Linked DNA regions of Canis lupus: region 2 is linked to region 1. A link is a contact called in public Hi-C data. All regions are on one chromosome and are shown on one strand. The core of a region is the stretch at or near the end of the contact, and the rest is flanking DNA. Distances in the headings are between cores, read along the strand shown.

Evidence for each region. A called contact is a pair of places that touch in the nucleus more often than the background predicts.
Region 2: a contact with region 1 is called in a Hi-C map of blood, with 5 times the contacts expected there. The contact joins the promoter of TOR2A here to the promoter of ST6GALNAC4 in region 1. A contact is called at or near these places in 3 of 9 Hi-C or Micro-C datasets (amygdala and blood).

What each region holds. Positions count from the first base shown.
Region 1 is chr9:55,589,236-55,594,750 of UU_Cfam_GSD_1.0, reverse strand. It overlaps ST6GALNAC4 (alpha-N-acetyl-neuraminyl-2,3-beta-galactosyl-1,3-N-acetyl-galactosaminide alpha-2,6-sialyltransferase), which reads right to left and starts at 2,699. Exons shown (of 6, transcript XM_038549249.1): 1 at 2,543-2,699; 2 at 2,016-2,102; 3 at 686-871. The coding sequence starts at 2,027.
Region 2 is chr9:55,742,799-55,748,313 of UU_Cfam_GSD_1.0, reverse strand. TOR2A (prosalusin) reads right to left here and starts at 2,610. Exons shown (of 4, transcript XM_038549287.1): 1 at 2,262-2,610; 2 at 1,434-1,699; 3 at 170-345. The coding sequence starts at 2,418. SH2D3C (SH2 domain-containing protein 3C) reads right to left here. Exons shown (of 12, transcript XM_038549278.1): 11 at 5,397-5,515; 12 at 3,941-4,498. The coding sequence ends at 4,323.

The DNA of each region.
Region 1 (5,515 bases), core at 1,450-3,949:
TCTAAGAAAGCTACCCTGAAGGGGGGGGGGGGGCACTAAAATCAAGGTGAAGGGTGTGAAGTACTCCAAACCACACTTGGCAGACAAGCATAGGGAGGCAGGCATCATGGGGCAGAGGCCACAGCTGCCTTGTCACCTCTGAGCCCCAGGGTCCCTGTGTCCCCCTAAGAGGGAGAGCTCTGGGGTTGACATGACTTTTCTCTCTCATCTCTACCCCCAGCAGCCATCAGCAAAAGGCAGGGCACATCCAAAGCACCAAAGACACACCCGCTGAATGAGTAGATTATGTGTATACATAGTTAATTCTAAAGATACATAGAATGAGGCACAGACCCCCACAATGTGATGGTGTCTGTCACCCACACTGGACTAGGAGCTTCAGATGGCCAGCCACCCTGGCTGACTCACCTTTTTCTTACTTCCAGCACCCAGCTGAGAACAGCCAGGCAAGATCTGTTGAATTAAAAACAAAACAAAACAAAAAAAAACCCAAACCACTTCCTCTTAGAACTTGGTGCTCACGGAGGTGAAGTAGCTGCTCAGTGTCACACAGCTGGAGCAAAGGAGCCAAGCCTCGGGTCCCGGCTGGCCTTGCATGAGCCTGGTTCTCACCTATGCCCAGAAGGTTGGGGGCACCCTGGCAGCTGTGGCTGCCATGTCGCGCCATGTCGTCTGGCCAGCTCACCTTCCCATCTGGCACGCTGCTATATCCACTGAAGTGCAGGGGCCCTGGCACAGTGGGCCTGGAGTGGGTGGACAGGTGGGGGTCCAGGCAGGAGGCCGGGCAGAAGGGCAGGCAGGCCCAGCAGCACAGCAGGATGTAGGCAGCAGAGAAGCCCAGGGAGCACAGGATGATGAGCAGGAGCCGGCCCTGGGGGAAACCATGGTCAGGGTGTGTAGGTGTGGGTCTTTGGGGCTCCTAGAAGTTCGTGCTGGCTGCTGTACTCCAGCCTCATGGGTCCAAACCACAGCTCAGTAGCCTCCAGAACAAGAGCACACCCCGCGATCTCTGTTAAGCAGGGTTTCCCCTGTCCCCTCCCCTAGCTGCTCAGTGACCAGTCCCTAGCTGATGATCCTGATCTGGGTCAGCGGCCAGGAAGCGAGTGAAATCTCACTCAAGGAATGTTTCAGTCATTGAAAGTTGCCACTCAGAGGCCCCCATCTCCCGAGAACATGTGCCAGAGGCAATGTGAACCAGGAAGCCCTCCTGGCCCCTTGGCTCTGCTGGCCAATTTAGTGACCAAGGCTTCAAGGAAGGGCCACCACATAGATGGCACAACCCGGGGCTATTATCACGTGCTGGGCCACCCCAGTCACCATCTGTGTCTCTTTGGGCTCTAATATTCTCCCAGCCTGACCAAGGCACAGGTTTCTCAGCTGCCCCTCAGAATCCACTTAGAAGCTACGGGTGCTCTGAAAATCGGAGGTGGGAAAGCAGCCTCCTCCACTCCCCCCCAGGCAGATCCTACCAGAGGCCCACCCTTTTCTGCCCACAAGCCACATCAGCTTCTAAAAATAAATCTCCCAGTGGCCAGCTGTGTGGGGGAGGGGGTTCAGTCCCTGAGGCCTCAGGCTCTGCCTGGCACCTGGTCCTCTGCTCACAAAGGACCCAGAGACCTGAATTCAGGCAGTGGTAGTGGACTCCCCCCAACACCCGGGGCCCCTCTCCCACAACCAGGGGCTTCTGAATAGTCAAGAGCAGCTAAACAGAACTTTCACACCATATCCCCCTTCCAGGTGGGTGCCGCACCTGGGTCACCCCTGGGGATGCTTACAGGGGGTAGTACTATTATCTCCATATTACAGGGGAGTCTGGCAAGGCACTGAAACCTGAGAGGGAACACACTTGCCAGAAGCCACACTGCCCACCAGACCAGATCAGCAGGGTTTTGAGGCCAGTCTGCCCTTCTCAGCCAGGAGTAGTGGGTCAGAAGTGAGTCAGTCCTGGGGTGGGAGAGGTTATGAGGCTGCTGTGCCGGAAGTTCCCCAAGAGCCTTCCTCCTTTCACCACTTACCGGGGCCTTCATGCTGTTGCCGCTGCTCAGCAGCCAGGGGGCTGCCGTCTCCAGGCCTCACGCTGGGAAGGGGTGGGGGCCAGGCACCTGCCAAGATCCAGAAACTCAGAGCTGGGTCCTGGGCCTCTGAGGAAATGGCCCAGGGAAACTGAGGCAGTGGAGGGTATGGGCCGGGGTCTAGGCAGATGACTTCCAGGAATCAAACTCCTTAAAGGCCGCAAACAACGGACAGCGTTGTCCTCATCCTAAAGGAGCTGGTGTCAGGTGACCTTTGGGAAACCTCCCACCAACCCAATCCCCATTGTGCAGATGGGGAAGGAGAGGCAGGGAGGGGGAGCCCTCGGCTCAAGGTCACCCATCGAGTCCGGGTCAGCGAGAACCAGGAGCCAGAAGCCCCGACTGCCACTCCATCCCTCCTACCTCCCTACAGGCGAGATGAACGGAGAGGCCTGGGGCAGGATAAGACGAGGGCTTTCCACCCCTCTTCTCCCCGATTCCACGGCCCCCTCCCCCGGCCAGGCGCTAACCAGGCGGACGCGCTGGGGCGCTCCGGCTGCTCTCGATCCGCTGCTCGGAGCTCCATGGCCCGCAACCCGGGCGGGCCAGGCTGGAAGCCGGAGCCCCGGGGCGGAGGCGGCACCGCGGCCGCGGCTGCTGGAGGCCGGACACCGAACGTGCGCCGGCGGCAGCGGAGGCGGGGTCTGCGGGGACGGGGCGGGGCCCGGCGCGCTGGGGGCGGGGCCCGGGCGACGGGGGCGGGACCTACGAGCACCGCCTGCGCGGCGGGGGAGGGGAGTGCGGGGCCGGGGGCGGGGCCTGCGGGCGGGGCCTGCGGGCGGGGCGGAGGCGGGGCCTGTGGGCGGGGCGGAGGCGGGGCCTGCGGGCGGGGGCGGGGCGGGGCGCCCGCAGCTCCTCAGCTCAGCCCTCCCAGGCTTTTCTATTTCTCCCGAGCTCCGGCTCCCGCTCCGGCTCCGGCTCCGGCTCCGGCGGGGGATCGCATGGGCAGCGCGCGGAGCAAAAGGACCGAGGGGATGTGGGAGCCGCGGCGCGATGGCTGCCTAGCCTTCCGGACTCGACTTTCTCCATTTCTGAAATCGGGGGGGTAGGAAAATTAAACAGGGGCTTGGGGTCAGGCAGCCCTGGGGTTCAAGCTGCTAGGGTCGCCAGGTTTAGCCAGTAAAATACAGGACGCTCGGTTATATTGGAATTTCAGATAAACAATGAATAATTATGTTAAAGATCTGACATTCCAGTGTAACTGGGCATTCTGTATTTTCTCTGGCCGTGTGACCTCCACCTTAGCCTCAGGTTTTCTCCTCCATGAAGTGGTGATAGATAATAGGGAGGCCTGGGTGGCTCAGCGGTTGAGCGTCTGCCTTCTGCTCAGGGCGTGACCTCCGAGTCCCGGAATCGAGTCCCACATCGGGCTCCCTGCATGGAGCCTGCTTCTCCCTCTGCCTGTGTCTCTGCTTCTGTGTGTGTGTGTGTGTGTGTGTGTGTGTGTCATGAATAAATAAAATGAATAAAATATTTTTTTAAAAAGTGATAATAACAGCACCTACCTGCCAGTGAGGTGGTGCAGGGCAGCTGTGGTACAGTCAGGACTCCAACCCTGGGCCATGTACTTTCTTGCCTCTTAACCCTTCCCCTTCCCAAGTGTCCTCCAAACCTCAACCAACTCAGTCTTGTACCTCCTGCAGATGCTGAAATGTGTCCCATTTGAAGGCTCAAGGGACGCCTGGGTGGCTCAGCGGTTGAGCATCTGCCTTTAGCTCAGGGTATGATCCTGGGGTCTGGGATCAAGTCCCGCATCAGGCTCCCTGCATGCAGCCTACTTCTCCCTCTGCCTATGCCTCTGCTTCTCTCTCTCTGTGTCTCATGAATGAATAAATAAAATATTTTTTTAAAAAATGAAGGCTCAACTGGGGTCCCCTGGGGAGTCCAAATTCAAATGCCTTCAGAGGCCAGAAAGGGTTGAAAGAACAGATAGAGGGCAATAGGGAGGAGTGGGCCTGTGGTGAAGTGGAGGGCATGCTTCTCACCTAAAATGTTTTTTATAAAATGTTTTCTGGGCCAGAAAGCTCATCTGACCACCTCTATCACACCTCCCTCTGCAGGGCCTCTCCCTGGGATCCAGGCTAGGTTTCTGCTCAGACCCCATTTCATTTTTTTTATTTAAAGATTTTTAATTTTTACTTATTCGTGAGAGACACAGAGAGGGAGAGAAGCAGAAACACAGGCAGAAGGAGAAGCAGGCTCCACGCAGGGAGCGCGATGTGGGACTCCACCCCGGGACCCCAGGATCATGCCCTGGGCCGAAGGCAGGCGCCAAACCGCTGAGCCACCCAGGGATCCCCCCATTTCATTTTTTAAAAAAGATTTTATTATTTATTCATGAGAGACACAGAGAGAGAGGCAGAGGGAGAAGCAGGCTCCATGCAAGGAACCCGATGCAAGACTCAATCCCAGGTGTCCAGGATCACGCTCTGGGCTGAAGGCAGGTGCTAAACCACTGAGCCACCCAGGCATCTCTCAGACCCCATTTCAAATTCCATTTGCCTTTTCCTCAATGCCTCTGGTGTGGGCACAATGCCAAGGTATCATGTTTGGGTATCTGCACCAAGATCAGCAAACTCCCAAGTCTACCTAGGTTGCTCCAGTGCAAAGCCAAGTCCCCCATGCCTATCCCCATCCTATGGTGGGGGTAGGGGGCTGAAGCAGCCCTGCCCCAAGCCTCTTTTGAGCACAGGCCTACCTTGTCTCTCCCCCAAAGCTTGGGCACAGCTCAAGGGTAGTGGTTCAAGTTCCATCTCTCTCTGTGGTCTCCTCTTTACTCCAGGTCAGGCACACAGTGGGTCCCCAAAGCCAGAACCCTTCTGCCCCCAACCCCAAGTCCTCATCCTTCAAGTTTCTCTCCTCAGAGACCCAACCCCAAGGGGACAATGGTGAGAAATCCCCTACAGATTCATTCATCACCCACAATGGTTGGTGAAGTGATATTTGTTTCCCCAGAGAGGCAACTGACTCCCTCCTTGTTAGGGCCACATGGGGACAAGGACATGCCCAGATGTCCTGGACTCAGATACAGGTCCACAGGAGTACTGACAGTGGCAAATTCTGCAGGCTCCGATGAAGCTTTTCAATTTGGTTTTGGCAAAAGTCTACTGTCTTTTTTTTTTTAAGATTTTATTTATTTATTCATGAGAACACACATAGAGAGAGAGAGGCAGAGACACAGGCAGAGGGAGAAGCAGGCTCCATGCAGGGAGCCCAATGTGGGACTTGATCCTGGGTCTCCAGGATCACACCCTGGGCTGAAGGCAGCGTTAAACCACTGAGCCACCTGGGCTGCCCAAAAGTCTACTGTCTTTAACCTGAACGACAGGCTCTGTACAGTTGAAATGCCTTTCTTTTTAATCACCATCCAACCACCCTGGCCACCTTCTGACCCCCGATCACATTGAGCTCATTCTTACCCCAGAACCTTTGCACTTGCTGTT
Region 2 (5,515 bases), core at 1,361-3,860, 150 kb before region 1:
GATTGTCAAATCTGAATATACAGTGTCACAGCCAGAGTTTAAGGGGCTTTGGGAAACACCAACTGGGCCCCAGGGGAAAGGTACTCTGGTATGGGACCATAGGCCAAGACTGGATAGCTGAGACCTTGGACAAATATCCCCCATCATGCTGCTGCAAAGCTGGGCCCACCTGATGAAGATGAAGATAGCTTTGCGATAGTTGGTCCCGAACACAACCCAGGAGGAGCCCAGGAAAGGTCGCAGGACTTCCATCAGGCCTGGGGCCAGCTTGTCCATCTCGTCAAAGAGGAACAGGGAGCGGCTGCAGGCTGTGAGGTTCCCCTGGACCCAGCTCTTAAGCTCCTTCTGCAGGGAAGAGGCAGGAGTTTGAGGGCACCTGGAGAGACTTCTTCCCAAGGTAAGAACCCCCTTTCCCAGGAAGGTCTGGTCTCCCAGAGAGAACTAACCCTTTCGTGGGGCTGGTGGCCAAACTGTGGCCCTAAGGGGTCAGAGACTCGTTCAAGTCCACACACACAGCAGGTCAGCAAGCAAACAGACTCAAACCCAGGCCTCACATTTGCCTGTTCAGGACTCCCTTCTCGGGATCCCTGGGTGGCACAGCGGTTTGGCACCTGCCTTTGGCCCGGGGCGCGATCCTGGAGACCCGGGATCGAATCCCATGTCGGGCTCCCTGCATGGAGCCTGCTTCTCCCTCTGCCTGTGTCTCTGCTTCTCTGTCTCTCTCTGTGTGGCTATCATGAATAAATAAATAAAATCTTTAAAAAAAAAAAAAAACAAAACAAAAAAAAAGAAGGACTCCCTTCTCTGGGCAGCCCTGGTGGCGCAGCGGTTTAGCACCGCCTGCAGCCCGGGGTGTGATCCTGGAGACCCAGGATCGAGTCCCACATCGGGCTTCCTGCATGGAGCCTGCTTCTCCCTCTGCCTGTGTCTCTGCCTCTCTCACGCTCTCTCTGAATGAATAAATAAATAAATCTTTAAAAAAAAAAAAAAAAAAGGACTCCCTTCTCTGATATCTCCTACTTTCCATAACAGAGGAAGGTTCCTTTATGCTTCCTGAACCTTCTCAATAATGTTGACAGCTGACAAAGACCAGCCTGGAAAGTACCCTGCAATCAACAACAATGATAGTAATAAGAGCTACTATTTGCTGGATGCTTGCTTTGAGCCTCAAATTGGGACCATACTTTACAGAAAGAAGGTAATGCAGACAGGCAAAGGTAAATGCTCAATACATAACACCTGCAACTATATAATCTCATGTCCTTTGTCCATCTCAAGCTCTGTTCATGATGGGTCCTGAGGCCTGAGGCTCCAACTGGGTGTGTGACCTGGAGCAAGTGACTCTCCCTCTCTGGACTTGGGACTCATTCACTCCCTAAGATCTGGCACCCCCACATGCAGGTGAACGGTGGTCCAGGATGCCACCAGCCTACCTTGTAGCGCTCCAGGTGGCTGGCGTGAGGGAAGTGGATGACGGGGGAGAAGTGGTGTACGTGGGGGCTGTGGAGGCCACCCCGGAAGAGGTAGTGAGCCAGCAGGGAGCTGATATAGGACTTGCCGGTGCCTGTCCAGCCATGCAGGGAGAGGACCAGTGGCTTGGTAGGTGCTGGGTCCTGCACGAAGGCCTTCAGTGCCTTCACTACCAGTGCCTTGGCCAAGTGCTGGCCGGCCAGGTGCTGGGCCAGGTCACACTCCAGACCTAGGGCCACAAGAAGGGCAGTATCAGAGCTGAAGACCCACCACTGGCACCGAAGGGGGTGGGGAGGAGTCACGTCTGAAACCTGGCCTAGGGATCCCTGTGTTCTGGGACATTTTTGCAAACTGTCTTCGGATAGGGAAGGGGGCCCTTGGGGTCTCCGGCTGCAGCAGCCACCCTCAGACCTGGCAGCGCCCCCACCAGCTGGCCCCTTGCACTGCGCTCAGCTATAAGTGGTGGAGAGCTGTCAACGGGGTCGACCCAAGCCTCCTCCCCATGCCCTGACGGCCAGTCCATTGTGGAGGCCCAATCCTGCCCGCAAGGCCCTCTCCATCCTGACAGGGTTCTGCCTGGACTCCAAACAGGCTTCCCCAAACCGTCGCCCCCCGTCCGCTGCTCCAGGCTCTCGGTCCTTCAAGCCGGGCCCACTTCCGGCCCGTGCCGCCCGGAGGCCTGCGGGTCCCGCCCCTCGGTTCTGCCCTCGGGGTGGCCCGGGCGCAACCCCACAGTCCGAGGGCTCCCCGCTCAGCCGGCCCCTCTGCCCCGGGCTCCTGCGGCCCCTCACCCTCAAAGTCGGGCTGGAAGTCACATTCGCAGAAGGCGCCGAAGTGGCAATGCAGCGAAGTCAGATCCCAGGCGGCGGCGGCGGCCGCGGCCGACACCAGCCCCAGCAACCCGAGGAGCGAGCCCCAGGGCCTGCAGCCGAGACTCGCAGCCGCCATACGGATGAGGCGGGAGCCGGGTGTGGGCCAACCGCCCCTCCCTAGGACCACAACTCCCGGCGTGCATCTCTCCTCGACAGCCACCTTCCGTAGCCTACAATTCCCGGCTTCCCCCAGAAAGGCCCGAGCCGTCACCCCGCCGCAGGACCGGAAGGCAGCCTCTAGGGGGAGTCCGCGAGCCGTCCTAATGCAGCCGGCGGGCCGCGTTTCCTTGGCCACCGTAACTAGGCGACTATAATAGCGCCAAAAGAATAATGAAGGATTATGACCACCGAAGGTGCCATGACAATTGTAGCAAAAAGTTATGCGGCACCTTAAACCTTGCAAAGCGCCTTTTCCGTGCTCTCTTTTTCTATATGATAACAGAGCGCTCAGTAATACAGCTTTTGGTGAGCACCTACTATGTGCGGTTAGTGTTAGGTGCCTTAGATGTCTTCTGATAGCTTTACCCGCCGTACAGAGAAATGATATTTCAATGAGGTACAGCACGTCAAGAGTTTCGACTCGGAAAGTAATCAATAAATAATTATTGGCAATCCATTATGTATGATATACGGCAGTCCCCTACCCAGCAGCTACTATTCCCTAGTGCTTTAACATCAATCCTAAGGAACCGATTTTGTTATTGTCCTCATTTTATTGAGGAGGAAATTGGGATCCAAGGGGTTAAGCCTCTTGTCCAAGGCCACCCAGCTAGTGAATAATAGAACTGAACCCAAGTCAGGATGCTGCCAAAGATCTAATGCACTGTTATCCAGCCTCTCTCCTTCAGAGGACAGCTCATACTCAGTAAACAGGCTCCCCAGGTATCCAGCCCGGAGGGGAATCGTGTTGATCCACATTGCCCACCTCTCCTACCCATGGAATCCAGACAACCGCCTTCATGACCTTTCTTAGAGATTCCCTGACCTACCCACCTACACACACACACACACACACACACACACACACACAGCCTTCCAAGGCCCTTCCTCTCTCTCTCTCTCTCTCTCTCTCTCACACACACACACACACACACACACACCTTCTAAGGCCCTTTCAGAGCCTGAAAAGAAATAAGTAGTTTCCTCTATTGAGAAAAGGAAAGAACTCCGGATCAGGACACCCTGGTGCCAGCCGTCCTCATTCTGTTGCTGTGATGCTGGGAGGGCCCCTTCTCCCCCCAGTTCTGTTTTTCAGGGTAGAGGTGAAATCGTAAATTTCAACAAGCCCTTCCACCCCAAACATCTGGAATGCTTGGTTGTGCATTTGTGGGAAACTTTGCTAGGCTTCCCAAAGCAGGACATGGGGTGAGAATAGGGGCCCTGCCAGGATTTCTCCCCTTGCTTGGAATTGGCTGGTTCTTTCCCCCACTGGTCTGCAAGCTCCTTCAGGACTGGGACTGTGTTTCCGTATTGGCAGTTCCTGGTAGAATCTGGAACATACCAGGTGCTAAATAAGTATTTACTGTTGAATTTTTCCACCTTTCACCTGAGAGAAGAGACGCTTTGTTCCACCCCCTGGGGCCCCTGAGAGACAGAAGAAAGAGTCATAAAAGTTTATTATATGAAAGAAAGAACATGGCCTCTGTACATCTATTTACAGAACAGACAGACATATTTACAACCAGGTGGAGGCCTTGGTGTCCGTTGAGGGCAGACGCCCAAAGAAAGAGGAGGTGTGAGGAAGCCTCCCATGGCTCGGACACGGGGCACCTCAGCAGGAAGGGGAGAAGCAAAAGCTGGAGGGAGGAACAGGGTTTTGGTGCTTCCTGAAGGGAGACTTGGTGGGCATATAGTAGGTGGGATGGAGCCCGGGGTCCATGCAGGACCCTGGAGGTGCAAGGGAGATCCTGGTTTGGGCCGAGAACATTCTCGAGCTGATCACAGTGTCTCTGGGGTGCTCTGGGGAGAGGTCCACGGGGGTCACAGCTCGCTGGAGCGGACAGCAGGCTCCAGTTTGTGGGACAGGGCTGTGAGAACCTTGTCAAACTTCTCATAGCGCCGGGCCTGGTTGCTGCTGGCGCCCTGGCTGCCCCAGAGGAGGCGCATCTGGAACTCTGTGCTGAACACCTCCAGAAGCTCTGGCCGGGCCTGGAACCCTACAAGACAGGGCACAGGGGTCAGGGGACTACCATCCCCAACACATATCTCAGGGTCCTGCTCCTACAGACCCTTCTCCCAGCTCCACTAAGAATCCAACAAGCTTTGTCCATGAACATGACCGTGTTTGCAACATATAATCTTTAAGTTACTGGATGATAAAATAGTAATGTCAGTTTGAAAGGATTTTTTCTTTTTTGTATTTTTTTCAGTAAGGTTCCAAAATTTTTCTTTAGAAATGTATGCATTTTGCAAGTAAATTTTTGTAAGTAAAAACAATTTTTTGGTTCTTTCTGAAAAAGAAAAAGGCAGGAAAGACAAACACCAGAATGTTCCCACCATTTGCCTCTGGGTGATTGTGGGTGCTTTTGTGTTTTCTTTTTGCTCAACTGTAATCTCCAATTTGCCTACAATGAACTTTCCTGATTTAATAATGCCTAAAGCAGTAAAAGATGGATTGTCTGAAGCCACTCCCTCTCTGGTCCTTTCACAAGGGTGTTCCCCCTCCCCACTTGGCCTGGGAGCTCCCCTAAGGCAGGGCAGGTGTGTCTCAGCCCCAGGCCAAAGTGCTTTGCAAACAGCCTGGTAAAGCAATCCCATTAGGACATCCACTTCCCAGATGAGAAAACAGAAGCTCAGAGAAAAAGACATAGCTCTGGTGCTCTCTGAATCATCTGCGCCCTTCCACCACCACCCTGGGCCCTTCCACTAACAGTTGAACCGGTAAGTGAGTGGCAAACAGGCATAAGAATAAGGAGTCGGGGAGCGGGGCAGGACAGAGGAATGAAGAAATGTGAAGGGACCTTTGGAGGAAAAGGGAGAGCAACTCTGGTGGAGGGAGGCCCGGCCAGCGTGACCAGTGACTGTTGCACCCCGTGGATGTGACCTGTGACTCACCTTGCAGCTTGACCTCAGCGTTGGTGTGATACAGGCCTCCATGGTGCGCCACCGTGCGGGCAGCCTCCAGGTGGGCCAGCACCACCTCTACGCCGTGTTCTGTGCTGCCCCAGGGCTCA